2 separate regions of the Sus scrofa genome follow, and region 2 is linked to region 1. Evidence: chromatin contacts called from public HiChIP or PLAC-seq data. All regions are on one chromosome and are shown on one strand. Each heading gives the region's core, a stretch centred on a gene start, on an enhancer-like site or on the middle of the called end of the contact. The rest is flanking DNA. Distances are from core to core; before and after follow the strand shown. Region 1 holds the start of ZNF821 (zinc finger protein 821). Region 2 holds the start of DHODH (dihydroorotate dehydrogenase (quinone), mitochondrial).

Region 1 (4,368 bases), core at 126-2,625:
TTCAGCTCAAGGAGATGAAACAAGCAGCCCAGTGTTACACATTATTATTTGAAGAAGCCAAGAAATTTCACTGGAGGCTCTCTCCTAATGCTTTACCTGATAGCTATTTTCATGTTGAAAATATCAACTACATCAAATTTAAAGTGACATAATAAAGCTATATCTGTATTCCTCAGTCTAAACTCATCAGGAATTACTGTTAAGTATAAAAGCCAATATTTATTCCAGCTTGCATTCTTACACTGTCTGAAAACCTTCTGGGGGGATGAGAATAATCCATTTTCTGGCTACCCAGGAATTAAAATTTTCAATGAAATTTACAAGTTTTCTTAACTGAAATTAAGAATAACTCCCAGCTCATCCCAGCCAAAGGAATGAAAGAGTAAATAAGACATTCACTACAGAATTTGAAGGACCAAGATCCTTTCACATTAAACACAGGATGAAGACAATGGTATCATCTCCTTAGAGATTTCTGAAAAAAACATTTTGCAAGAACGCTTTATGCAAATACAAGGACTTGTTGCTTTATAAGCAAGGCTCGGTATCCTCATTAGCTCTGTCTTTGTGGGGCCAGTGACCACAAGGAATATTTGCATAATACTTTCATATATTCATTTTACTTAATTAGCACAACAACTATAAGAGAATAGAGGCCAGGAATTATTACATCGTTATCCATTTTATATTTTACCAAGGAGTTCAGAATAGGGAAGTGGCTTGCCCAAAGTAATCAGGCTGGTCAGTAGCAGAGAGCTGAGACTCAAAGCTGGATATTCTAAAGTCAGACCCAATCTTCTTTCCATTGCATGCCCTCCTTCTCCAAGTGCGCTATATCAAAGGCAGGCTTAGGCACTCTACAGGACGACAGAATGGGAGGAAAGGAAGGAAGGTGGTGAGGAAATAGAAGGGGATGATGAGAGGGGAAGTGTTTTATTAGGAGGTGAGCTTAACCACTCTCAATTATCCCAAAATGCCTCTTTAGTGGCAAAAGAGGCACAAGCTACCCTTCTAAATTAATCCTACGCCCCTAGGTCTACAGCTACTGTTATTTTATTAGTTAAGAATCATGTAGGAGAGACCAGTATCCACGAGGACGCGGGTTCGATCCCTGGTCTGGCTCAGTGGGTTAATAAGGATCCTGCGTTGCCATGAGCTGTGGTGCAGGTCGCAGATGCAGCTCGCATCTGGCGTTGCTGTGGCTGTGGCGTAGGCCAGTAGCTGCAGCTCTGATTCCATCCCTAGCCTGAGAACCTCCATATGCCACAGGTGCGGCCCTAAAAAGAAAAAAAAAAAAAAAATTATGTAGGAGACACAAACGTCAAAAAAATCTAAAGCTTTTTCTCTTAGGTTCTGACAGCTGAACTTAGCCCCTCCCACAAAGGCCCGTGGACCCTAGGTCTCCGTCACATTAAACTCCTTGGGGGCCGAAGAAACCGTGAGGTGAGGGAAATGAAGGGAAGAGGGTTTGGGTTGGGGAAAGGAGTTGGGTACTAAGGTTGAACGAAGGAGAAGGGGTGGCTGCGGTGGAGCTGTGGTTGGGGGATGTGGGTTTTGTGGCTGAACTCGAAGGTGGGGTAAGAAACCAGGTTCAGAGCTGACAGTCCCGGTGGAGGTTTCAGGTTCAGGAGAGGATAGGGGAGCTGAGGGGCCGACAGGGCCATAGCGCGACGTGGGAGTGTACGAGGCTGGGGGGGTCTCTCCGGCGCGAGGATGGAGGCGAGGCCCCTCTCCAATGTCTGTGATTGGATGCTCCCTTAAGGCCCACCTCCCGGGACCCCTTGCCTTTCAAGCCCCGCCCACGCCATCGGGCGCGCGCCTGGGAGCGGGGAGGGGGACCGAACTGGAGTAGGGGGGAGGGGGAGGGAGAGGAGAGGCTCGTGCACGCGCCCCACTCGCTGCGGGTGCGCGAGCTGCGCGCTCCCGCCGCCCGCGTCGCCATCTTTTCCCCCTCCGTCTGTCTGTCTGCCGTGGGCTTTGTCCGTCTGCAGCGCCACCCCTCGGCTCCCCGCCACCGGCTCGGCCCGGAGCTGCCCTCTGCCCGCTGGGGCCCAGTCCCGGAAAGCCCCGGTTCGGCCGGCCTGAGCTGCGGCCCGTGGCCCATTGTCCGGCGGTCCGTCTGTCCGTAGGCGGGGCCCAGGGACCCGGAGAGCCGCGGAGCGCGGAGGCGCCGGGTAAAAAGACCCTCGACTCTTTCCCTCCCAGGCCAGACAGAGGATGCAGGGCTCCTCACCCCCCACCCTCGGTCGCCGGCTGTCGGCCCTTTTGTCTGTCTGTGTCTGGGGAGGGGACCAGGGGCTCGCTCCGGCTTGGGGGGCGGGGGCAGCCCAGGCTCTGACCCTCCCCCTGCCCCGGGCTCCCGCGACGAGGCCTGACCTGGCTGCCTCCCCGCGGCGGCCGTTCCTCTTTCCGTCTCTCCGGCGGTCTCGGGCGAGGGAGGGGCGTCCGCGCCGCCGCCCTCCCCGCGTGGGCCCAGGTCGGGCTCAGTCGGCACCGCCGGGACGGCCCCGGCGTCTGACAGGCTGTTCTGGGGGAGGGGGAGGATGGGCGTGGGAGTGCAGATCGGGGTATCTGTCCCGCGTCTGGGTCTCGCAAACGGGCTTCTAAATTTAGATTTCTGAGTAGCCCGTGTTGTCTGGGGTTTGTCTGAGCCGCATCGGAAGACCTCTGTCTCTTGTATGATAATTCCCGGGAATCTACCTGTGCTCACGCTTGAAGATGCCGGAGGGACCATCTCGGCTGATTATACGCACGCTCCAGACCAAACACAAGTGGGAACAGGGTGAGCAGTGAGGCGGCTACGTGACCGGCTTTCCTGTCCTCTCCTTTTTGGCAGATACAAATCACTGGGATTCAGGCAAATTAACTTTGCTCCGTGGGAACTGCACCAGAGCTGGAGGTAAGAATGCACCCTCTTTTTTGAAAGGTTGGATTTCACCCGTTTTTCCCTTGCTAAAGTCCAGTGTGTCCTGGAAGCTGCAACCTAACACCTGTGGGAGAGCAGGAATAGTGTTAAAGGGAGACGTTGGCCTCGCTCCCAAGGATTCTTAACCTCGTTCTAAAGACAGACAAAACTGCCTCCCTTTGTAAATGGAACCTCTTGTAGACCTGAATCTCACCGGTTACCTTTCTTCCCATCCTGTTTTTCTTCCAGATGGTGATGTTCAGGCTCTCCTTTTACATTTTTATGTTGGTTTCAGATTCAGCCCTGGGAATTGAGGCAGTGTTGAAAGTAAAACTGAGTTAGTGAACTATAGGGCAATGTATCCATGGCTTTATTAGCTTTTACTGCCTATAAAACTGTTGTTTAACCTCAGAGATCTTGTTGTGCAATCGAGAATGTAGCTCCAGGGCTAGTTATTTATTGTTAATTAATTAAATAATTTTTAGCTTATTTTCCGGAGTCCACAGCTCCATAGGCTTTCTTTTTTTAAAGGGAGGAAAGAGTATTTGCTTATTTTTTCCCCTTAATCCCTCAGGTGTGAAGTCTCACTGGGTACCATCTGCTTGGTTCCCCATTTGGCCACTAGGAGGATTGTGAGATGCAGTGGACACTGGCGATTTAAATATGCAGATGGTGATTTTTGTTTCTGACTTGTAGCTTTAGTATAGAACTGTTGTCTCACCAAGATTATCTGCTTTTTTTTTTTCGGCTTTTGAGAGTCACACCTGCAGCATATGGAGGTTCCCAGGCTAGGGATGGAATCGGAGCTACAGCTCCTGGCTATACCACAGCCACAGCAACACCAGATCCAAGCCATGTCTGCAACCTACACCACAGCTCAGGGCAATGCCAGATCCTTAACCCACTGAGCAAGGCCCAGGATCAAACCTGTGTCCTCATGGATTCTAGTCGGGTTCATTGACCACTGAGCCATGTTGGGAACTCCTAATTTCTGATCTTGATGCGAAGAAAATTTAAAGAATAGTTAAGGGAGTTCCCATCGTGGCGTGGTGGTTAGCGAACCCGACTAGGAACCATGAGGTTGCGGGTTTGATCCCTGGCCTTGCTCAGTGGATTGTGGATCCGGCGTTGCTGTGGCTGTGGTGTAGGCTGGTGGCTGTGGCTCCGATTGGACCCCTAGCTTGGGAACCTCTACATGCCGTGAGAGCGGCCCTAGAAAAGACAAAAAGACCAAAAAAAAAAAAAAAAAGGAATAGTTAAGAATTCATTTTCTTTCTCATACAATAGAGAGCTGTAGCTTTACAAATTTTAGGAAAAGTAATGATAGGCATCCTGCACTTGATTCAGCTTTCCACTTGTGGTTCCACAAACTTACAGGAAAAAACCAAGAGTGTAAAATTCATTCACTGCTTTGGTTAATAAATAACTGCTGATGCTGATGATCTACACAAACAGAACTTAGA
Region 2 (4,315 bases), core at 1,161-3,660, 73 kb before region 1:
GCCTTTCGTGGGAAGCCGTGTCCCTTGCCTTGGGATAACCCTGGTCTCCTCCGTTTCTGCCTCACGGTCGGAGGCTGTATCTCCACTTGTGCTGACACACATTCCTCTGGCCGAGGGCCTGCAGGCTAGAGGTTTCAAGAGGGGCAGTACTGCCCTCTAGGGACATGCGGTAGGCATCTGGAGGAGAATGCTAATCCTTTTAGTGAGCAGCAACCAGCAAAGTCAGAATTGTCTCCAACCCGTATGACATTTGAACATCCTACTGACATTCACTAGGTAAAAATAGCTGAGCCTAGAGCCACCAACTCTATTTATTGTATTTATCAACACAATCTCCTGTGTGTGGTTTTGTTGTTTGTTTTGTTGTGCTGTTGTTGAGTTTTAGGGCCACACATATGGCATATGGAAGTTTCCAGGCTAGGGGCTGAATAAGAGCTGCAGCTGCTGGCCTTCACCACAGCCACAGCCATGCAGGATCCAAGCTGTGTCTACAACCTATACCACAGTGCACAGCAACGCCAGATATTTAACCCACTAATGGAGGCCGGGGATCAAACCCGCATTCTCATGGTTACTAGTCAGGTTTGTTACTGCTGAGCCACAATGGGAATGCCTACTCCTGTCTGGTTTTCATCTGCATTGACTTTCTAGGAATGCAGTTACCTTGTAGATTAATGAATGACTGTACTGTTTTGCACAGAATGTTACCAAGAATCACTCACCATTTCAGAAAATCCCATCTAGAATGGTTCAGTGCTTTGCTTGAGTTTGACAATAAAATGTACCTGTCACACTAGAATTTCTAAGTAGAGGTTTAAACACCAGACTCATTACCTAGGTGACTCATGCCCTACCATTTATGGGTCAAAATACATATTTTATTATAAATTCATTTCTGTTTTACATCCAAGTTAGGACATTACATTTCAAGATAACAAAGTTGCAAAAAAAAAAATTTTTAAAGGACTGTCGGGTCTTCTAGGATCAAGCTCAGATGTTGCTCATAATGCTTTTCTCTATCACTGCCAGATGCTGAATTACTAATCCATTAATGCGATCATTCAGTGCATAGTGACTGAACAAAGATGGCCTAAACCTACCAGGCCCTGTCTTTTTTTTTTTTTTTTTTTTTTTTTTTTTTTTTTTTTGTCTTTTTTGCCATTTCTTGGGCCGCTCCCTCGGCATATGGAGTTTCCTAGGCTAGGGGTCGAATCAGAGCTGTAGCTGCCAGCCTACGCCAGAGCCACAGCAATGCTGGATCCGAGCCATGTCTGCAACTTACACAACAGCTCACAGCAACACGGGATCGTTAACCCGCTGAGCAAGGACAGGGATCGAACCCGAAACCTCAGGGTTCCTAGTCGGATTCACTAATCACTGAGCCACGACGGGAACTCCTATCAGTCCCTGTCTTAATGAGAAAGTACAACCTCAGGAGGAGACAAATCGATGATCATGCAGACGTAACTGTGACAGTGCTATGAAAAAGAGCAAAGGGTGATGGCAGAACCTACCCAATCTGAGAGGTAAGAGAAAGGCTTCCTTGAGGAAGTGCCTTAAAGCCGATGTTCATAGGATAAATAGAAGTTACTTTGGGATGGCTGTGTGTACAGGGGATGGGGATGGCTGTGTGTACAGGTTTTCTCTCTGGCTGCACAGGAAAATGAGCTGCATCCAAGTAATGAGGGATGGGGAAAGGTTTATCTGGAACCAAGGAGTGAGGAAAAGTATGGCTTAAAAAGCTGGGGAGACAGGCAGGGATTTTTGGCCAGCATAAAGATGTGTTTTGTTCCCTAAACAAGGGAGTAATAAAGACCTAATCCGATGTGCCTTTAAGGATCATTCCTAGCCATCAACATAGCTGCAGCAGTTACTTTCTTGCTTCTAGACTCCAGATTGTAGGAACGCCCCTCAGGTCGATCAACAAATAGCTGAGCGCCGTTACACAGACCCTGCCCTAAAATTTTATCTAAAGGGGTTGGGGCCGTGTCTTACTAAAGTTAGTTCCAGGTTGGATCCAACACAGGGGGCTAGGCGGTCCTGTATTCACTAGCGTCCCTATGCCAGGCTTAACAAAGGCCCGAGTGCGCTGACACAGATCGGCTTACATTTGCCATTTACACACAGTGACCAAGCACACGTGTAAATGCACACGCACGATCATTTGCAGCTGCCCTCACAGTCAGACAATGTGCCAAAGAGGTCTATGCTCTTGGAGCGCCTCTGGTCCACACCTGGCCCAGGCTAGCCCTCCATCCTCCCCTCGGTCCGCATCCCAGTAGTCCTCCCTCTCAGCTGTACATCAGCACCAGCTGGACTCACTTTGAGCTGTCGCCACGCCATGCTTCTTCCTCCACTGGGCCCGCCTCTGTCTCGTTTCCATTGGAGAGGATGGTGGTGAGTCCTCTAATCCCCGCCCCTTTTCCGACTCACCAATCGCCGGGCAGGAGGGTGGGGCTGGCTTCCTCCGAGGCGGGAAAAGGCCCTGCTCTGCCCTTAGGAGCTGGTTGGACGCTTTGCGCGATGATCACGCCTCTTCCGCCAGCAAATTCGACCTCCCGGCGTCTGGGCGGAGAGTCGCCCAGGGGCAGAGCGCTCAGCTAGGGCGCGTGCGAACTCTTCTGTGGTTTGTAATCTGGACGTTCTGACTGCTTACTGGTTGGTTCTTTGAGTCTGAACAACACTCTAACCAGTTTTTTTTGGATCATTTAAGTTAAACATTTTGGTGGAGTGCTTGTGCTTTAGGTAAAGAATGGATTGAGAGTATATCTGGGAGTTCCCATCATGGCTCAGTGGTTAATGAATCTGACTAGGAACCATGAAGTTGCGGGTTCGATCTCTGGCCTCACTCAGTGGCTTAAGAATCCGGCAACTGAGCTGTGGTGTAGGTCGCAGACACAGCTCGGATCTGGCGTTGTTGTGGCTCTGGGCTAGGCCAGTGGCTACAGCTCCGATTAGACCCCTAGCCTCCCTAAAAAGAACGAAAGACACCCCCCCCAAAAAAAAGCCTAAAACGTATGTATGTTTATAAGGGTGTCAGGAAATGAAGACTTACTGAACTTTGAAAACTGAAAATGTCCTGGCACCAATCTCATTGTAGCCCCGACTGAGTCCTCTGCTCAGAAAGCTTGTACCTAAATAGCAAACTCTTATTTTCTTGGTATTTGAAACGTTTTAGTTCCCACTACTGACCCTCCCCATCCCCCCCCCCCACAGAGAGCATTATTTCTTTATAAAGCTGCTGTCTCACTTCTATGTGTTTATTCTGATGGATTCATCTGCCAAGGTGCCTATTTTCATCTTTTTTTTTAATATTTGTTTTTTTTTAACTCGGGGAATATTAAATTGAATTGTACAACCATCATCACAACCTAACTTTATGTTTCTGTCCCAAATCCACAGCCCATCTCTCCTGGCCCCAACCTGCCCCTTTTTAAGGTTTTTAAATGTCTGTGAGTCAGTTTGTCTTGGGCAAATAGCATATTGTATCCTTTTTTTAAAATTACTTATTTAATCTTTTTAGGGCTGCATCAGTGGCCTATGGAGGTTCCTATGCTAGGTGTGAAATCTGAGCTGTAGCTGCTGGGTAGTCATCTTGGTTGGAGGTTTTTTCATCACGTTAAGCATATCATGCCACTCCCTTCTGGTCTGCAGAGTTTCTGCTGAAAAATCTGCCATAACCTTATTGGGGTTCCCTTGTATGTTATTTGTTTCTTTTCCCTAGCTGCTTTCAATATTTTCTGTTTGTCTTTAATTTTGGTCAGTTTGATTAATACGTGTCTTGGGGCATTCCTCTTTGAGTTTATTTTATATGGTAACTCGTTGTGCTCCCTAGATTTGAGTGAGTGGTTCCTTTCCCACGTTAGGGAAGTTTTTGGCTATTATCTCTTCAAATATTTTTTCTGTCCCCTTCTCTCTCCTTCTTCTGTCACCCCTATAGTACAGATGTTGGTGCGTTTAACATTGTCCCAGAGTTCTCTGAGACTCTCTTCATTTGTTTCCAATGTTTTTTCTCTTTTCTGTTCCACATCCAACTGTATTTCCCCTAATCTGTCCTCCACCTCGTTTATTCGTTCTTCTGCCTCCTATATTCTGCTGTTAGCTGCTTCTAGTGAATTTTTCATTTCAGTTATTGTATTTTCCATCTCTGCTTAAGTTTTTTTTTTTTTTTTTTTTGGTCTTTTTGTCTTTTTGTTGTTGTTGTTGTTGTTTCTTGGGCTGCTCCCGCGGCATATGGAGGTTCCCAGGCTAGGGGTTGAATCGGAGCTGTAGCCACCGGCCTACGCCAGAGCCACAGCAACGCGGGATCCGAGCC

What was found. HiChIP or PLAC-seq counts read pairs in DNA pulled down with a chosen protein or histone mark.
Region 2: a contact with region 1 is called in an H3K27ac HiChIP or PLAC-seq map of alveolar macrophages. The contact joins the promoter of DHODH here to the promoter of ZNF821 in region 1. A contact is called at or near these places in 16 of 47 Hi-C or Micro-C datasets (alveolar macrophages, blood, embryonic fibroblasts and 9 more) and 2 of 2 datasets of contacts at active chromatin or transcription factors (alveolar macrophages and skeletal muscle).

What each region holds. Positions count from the first base shown.
Region 1 is chr6:14,867,326-14,871,693 of Sscrofa11.1, reverse strand. ZNF821 (zinc finger protein 821) reads left to right here and starts at 1,375. Exons shown (of 8, transcript XM_021093841.1): 1 at 1,375-1,443; 2 at 2,837-2,899. It overlaps IST1 (IST1 homolog), which reads right to left and starts at 2,835. Exons shown (of 10, transcript XM_021093850.1): 1 at 2,701-2,835.
Region 2 is chr6:14,940,993-14,945,307 of Sscrofa11.1, reverse strand. DHODH (dihydroorotate dehydrogenase (quinone), mitochondrial) reads right to left here and starts at 2,410. Exons shown (of 9, transcript XM_021093829.1): 1 at 2,323-2,410. The coding sequence starts at 2,343. The region is part of intron 3 of LOC102158108 (a long non-coding RNA gene); the gene reads left to right.